Linked DNA regions of Oryzias latipes: region 2 is linked to region 1. The links are chromatin contacts, called in public Hi-C maps. All regions are on one chromosome and are shown on one strand. The core of a region is the stretch at or near the end of the contact, and the rest is flanking DNA. Distances in the headings are between cores, read along the strand shown.

What was found. Hi-C and Micro-C count contacts between places; a contact is called where the count stands out from the background.
Region 2: a Hi-C map of embryo shows a contact between it and region 1, with 15 times the contacts expected there. The contact joins the promoter of LOC101166820 here to the promoter of LOC101163757 in region 1. A contact is called at or near these places in 2 of 5 Hi-C or Micro-C datasets (embryo and gastrula embryo).

What each region holds. Positions count from the first base shown.
Region 1 is chr14:24,040,295-24,043,037 of ASM223467v1, reverse strand. LOC101163757 (arachidonate 15-lipoxygenase B) reads left to right here and starts at 1,401. Exons shown (of 14, transcript XM_004076760.4): 1 at 1,401-2,743. trnav-uac (a tRNA gene) reads right to left here and starts at 1,001; the gene lies at 929-1,001. trnaa-cgc (a tRNA gene) reads left to right here and starts at 728; the gene lies at 728-799. LOC105355671 (a long non-coding RNA gene) reads right to left here and starts at 113. Exons shown (of 3, transcript XR_002874671.1): 1 at 1-113.
Region 2 is chr14:24,398,788-24,401,530 of ASM223467v1, reverse strand. It overlaps LOC101166820 (zinc finger protein 346), which reads right to left and starts at 1,419. Exons shown (of 7, transcript XM_004076766.4): 1 at 1,300-1,419. The coding sequence starts at 1,354.

The DNA.
Region 1 (2,743 bases), core at 152-2,651:
GTTGGGAGGGGATCGAGCAGATGTCCGCTCTCACGCAGGTGAACCCATCCAGTTCAATGTAGCTGTCACGTGTCTGCACACGGAGCCAGTGTATCTCTACAACATCCATACATGGTCTTATCACCCTCTCATATTGGACAAAATATTATCTGAGCTTCTTCATCCACTAAATCATCTTCAAATGGACACGCCATGCTCCTTCACCTCTCTGAAAACAAACTAACCTCCAACTTCTAAACCTGCTCCAGACCAGGTTATGTTCAGAGCATACCCTTAAACATACCTCTGTTTTTGGAACCGAAAGCTGAGGTTATCCGCTTCCTTAGCCTCAAATTTACCGTGGTAACTCACATAACCTGCTTTCTGGAATCCCCCCGGGATCTAATCTGGCCGCAAGATTGTTGTTGTTTTCTCTTCCTGTAAAATCCTTACCAAAACGATGTGGAAACAGCGCCCCCACAATCACGCTAGTGGTAAAAAAAAAAAAGTATATTACATCCGTAGTGTTAAGAACTACCATAGAGAATGAATGGGAAAAGTTAGCTTAACCATTTCACGTGCATAAGGCTTGTGAAATTAGCACCCTGGTCTATCTCTTGCATGAATAGATTTTGTATCAAAACAAAATTTGTTAAAAATTAACAATTATTCACAAAAAATGAAAAAAAGTCCATTCCACTACAGATGTGTGATCCATATGATGAAATGTTACCGCTTATACAGTCAAGGGGATGTAGCTCAGTGGTAGAGCGCATGCTTCGCATGTATGAGGTCCCGGGTTCAATCCCCGGCATCTCCATTTTACACTTTGATAGAATCCATGCTTTGCCGCTGTGACAAAAAAATGATAAATATATAAATATGTACATATATTCCCTGACCGATGTGGCAGCAGCATATCCTCCGTATGGAGAGAGCAAAATGTAACTGGTTCCACTGGGGCTCGAACCCAGGACCTTCTGCGTGTAAAGCAGACGTGATAACCGCTACACTATGGAACCTACGCTTATCTAAACGATGATGTTTTTGAGATAATAACATGTCCAGGTCAGAGAAACTATGTAAGATTCGCGAGGAGGGCGTTTATGATCACATAGACACAAACGAACAAAGTATTTCCACCTATAACTTCAACAGCGAAATGTCTCCCGCCTTGCAGTACAATTATGAATGCAATTGAAAAAAGTACAATTTTTTTTTCAGATTATATATATTTTTTTACTAAAAACACAAAACTAACTACTAACTAACTTTTTTTTACTAACTAACTAACTAACTAACTAACTAACTAACTAACTAACTAACTAACTAACTAACTAACTAACTAACTAACTAACTAACTAACTAACATGGCAGGCCCTCCTTCCTAAGACATCCCGTATTTCCGCTCCGCGGGGATCTTCCCCAAGTATAAAACTGTCATTATCTGACGTGGAGGACGTAAACACACCTGGGCACCACGCGGACAACAGCACGCGGCGCTCTGCTGGTAAGTTCAGCCAATCCCCTTTTCTGACGCATTGCATACATTTAGCCAGGGTTTGGTGTACCATGTTTGTTTTTGTTGACCAACCATCACAGTAATATTTTAAAACAAGTTTTGTTTTTTTTACTTTATTTTGTGCAGCCTTTTAAATTGAAAGACTATGGCTAAAAATCATTATTGCAATGATTATTTAAAGTCTTATAAGCCCTTTACTTTTTTTTTTAATGTATAGCATAAATATTTATAACAAGAAAAATATAATGTTCCGTTGTCCATGAAACAGATGTAGACAAAAAAAGAGTACAGCAGGTGAGATGAGGAAGTGACCTTTAACATAAAAGAGTGCTGTGTTTTCTTGTTTTTTTGGGGGCTGCTTTGTTGATGACCTTCCTAACTGTTGATCATTTCCAAGTCAAAATGGAAAAAACAAATGAGAAGCTTTTATAGGCGGAGCAGATCATTGGTAAACTCAAAGAGACAAACACTGAGCCACACAACAGGAAGGAGGCCGTCGGCGTCTGTCAAACAGAACAAAGAAAAGTCTTTATGGTTGGAGTCATGCAATAACACTGAGTGGGAGGGAGACCAGTCTCTATCTTCACACCTGGATAGTTAAAACTCATTATTACTGTGTGCAACAAGGTGGAAAATGCAAAGTCAGTTATTACCATATTCACAAGAATTACATTTGTCACAATCAGACTATCTGAGCAAAAGAATTTGGTCAAAAAAGAGATTTTTGGTGTCAGGAAGGAATCAGATGAACCGGCAACTTCCAAACTTTGTCTGAAGACAATTAGAGACAGTTAGATAAATGTGTCATTTTATTATGACAAGATTGACACGAGACAAACTTTAAGACAACAATATTGCAGCCGTTGCCCAAAAACATCCTGATCTAGATCAGAAAAAAGTTGTTTGCTGACAAAAATCTATTGGAGAAGCGGATTAACTGCTAAATAATTATTCTAAAAAGCTTCTTCCCACAAGTTGTGAGACAGCTGTGAGACTGTCCTCCTCATGCATACATGCTCTCACAAACTCCACTCTGCAATAAGACCCAAAGGATTACCCCCAACCCCCCAAACTCTACCCCCTCCATAAACAGGACTGCTGCTAAACGCACATAAGTCACTTTAGTCACACTATTTTATTTTTATTTATATTTTATTCTATTTCATCTGTATTTATCTTATTTTACTGCCATTTTTATTCTTTGATTGTTTTTTTATTGCTTGCTTCTTTGCACTGTCATGC
Region 2 (2,743 bases), core at 170-2,669, 360 kb before region 1:
AGTCCTTTGTCAAAAAGAAAAGAAAAAATATTTTTGTAGTGCATTCGGTTTTCTTTTGTTTTAATACGAAACATCTGTAGATAATACTAAAAGCATCTGTTTGTATTCATTTAAACGTTTTACCTCAATATAAAGCAATACCCAAACTATGCCCAACGCATCAGCAGTTCCCTCTCTGCAGTAATTTAATCCAAAGATTCTGCTGAGACAGCAAGAAATGCAGTAAATAAAACAAAAAATAAAAGATATTTTTCCAAAGGCTGATGTTATTTGCACACATTTAACTGATGGTATTTTAACCCTATAATGTGGTTCCGTTACCACCATTACACTAACTGTAACCTCGCCCTTAACTGTCAAATGTCTATCCTGAATCCAGATCTGTTTGATTATAAACATTTCACTTAAGATTAAGAGAGATTTTAACAGAACACAACAGGAAAATGAATTTTAATTTTTCTTTTGATGCATGTAAGGCTAAACAAGGACATAGATCAAAAGATAACTTTAAAAAAATAGGTGTTTTAAATAATAGGTAGAAATGATGTTGAAATTTCCCATCTGCAGCTGCTGGAAGCTGCTGGAACTATGCTGTTGGATGTTTGGGAAACTTGCATTGATTCTGTGTGATTGCTGGATGTTTTATAGATAAATGTTTTCATGTTTAAATCATTTTAACACTTTTATTTGTTGAACATTCTTTGTTTTTAATGAATGAAGGATGCACTCATCAGAAAGCACATTTTTGTTTCCACTTGTTATATTTGTAATGGCAACAAAATTATCTTATTATCAGCATGAAGAGGGGGAAAAAACTTGAAATAAAGTATATCAGCATACAAATGATTTTGATTCAACTTTATTTAATTTTTAATGGAGCTCTTCCAAGATCTGAGCATCTCACTTTCTCAGATGTGGGACATTGATTCAGGACAGTCAGTGACACGATGGACCGAGGGAATTTTTACAGGCTGGAAGTTCAAGCTAGGTGTGTCTCCAAAATTGCTTCTGAGTTCAATACTGTCTCAGTTGACGACAGTCTGGTCACTTTTCTCCACGGACCAGAGCCCGTCAGTCAGCGGATGCAGACTCCCTGTCATCGACCTTGGATCCACTGCGGCTAGCTTAGCTTAGCACGTTAGCCATCATCCTGGCTGGAGCGTCGGCTAATGTTTGGCTTCAGGAAGCTAACGTCAACATTAGCTCAGATGGTTCCAACTGGCTAGCTTACAAATAAACACACCGACGACTTAACCAGTAAACTGTTACTCGAAATTATAGAAAAGAACTAGGACTAACCTTTCACAATCTCCGGAGACAAGCAAAGAAAATTGTCGCTGTCTAGCTCCGCCATGATTATCACCTACAACCAGCACCGCTGTCCGTAGCTTGCGCATGCGCGATGTTTACATTCCCAAGAAGGCTGCAGAGCATCAGAGCACGCGGGCCTGAATTTTATTAGTGTAAGATCTGTGATTTAAGACTTTTTGACGGCCAATGATGTAGTGACACTCTTTACAGAAACAGCTGATATATCAGTATGAAAGAAAAAGATCCTTAAGGACGTATGGTAAATATGAAACGATGATGTGCAGAATATCAGTCGATTTATGATCTTTGATATATACTGTCAGATGACATACATAGCACATAAACACGGATTGTGTCTGTTATTATTTACTAATTGTGTATATTATAGTTTCCGCATTGTAGCGCGTTTTGGCGATAATAGTTCAGCTTAAATAACTCTCTTAACTTTTCCTATTCATTCTCTATGGTAGTTCTTAGATGTAATACACTTTTTCACCACTAGCAAGATCTTGGTGGCGCTGTTTCCACATCGTCTCTTAGTAGTAAGGATTTTACAGGACAGATTAGATCCGATCGCTTTTAAAACACAAGAGCACAACAAGTTAAAGTCTCATGTAAGTAAAAAAATAAAAATAAAAAACAGGACAAAGTCTATAATTTGAAAACATTTCTCTTCCCGTCATTGTTGAACATGAGGACTGAAACTCCAACGGTGAGGGTAACAGCTGGGATGAGAGGAACGTGTTCAAACTAGAAACTCACTTTGTCCAGTTAAGTGTGTTTTCAAAACCTTATTCATTTAACCAAATGTAGTGAGGTGAACAGGGGTTACATTACATTTTCTATGTTATTTTTATTATGCATGACAGGGGTGACAGTATTTCATTATCCAGAAAAGAGAAGATGGATATGCATCATTTATCCTCAGGAATCCCTCAGGTTTCAGGCAGCAAAATGTTCCTGCTCCAGCAGTACCTGAAGAAGAAAGAGGCTCAGAACCTGCTCTTCCTAAACCTTCTTCTAGTCCTCCAGGTCTGTGGCAGACTAGACGTTCATGCTGACGTTAGGAAACATGGTAGAAATGATGTTTCCCATCTTTTCAGTGTCTTCTTTAATAATAATAATAATAATAATGGATTGGATTTATCTGCGCTTTTCAAGACACCCAAAGCGCTTACATTGTGTCCATTATTCATTCACTCCTCATTCATACTTGGTGATGGTAAGCTATGGTTGTAGCCACAGCTGCCCTGGGGCAGACTGACAGAGGCGTGGCTGCCATTTCGCGCCTACGGCCCCTCTGACCATCACCGGGATCATTCATACACATCCACACACCAGTGGAGCCACACTGGAGGCAAGGAGGGTGAGGTGTCTTGCCCAAGGACACAACGACATTTTGGCTGGAGGGAGCGGGGATCGAACCGCCAAC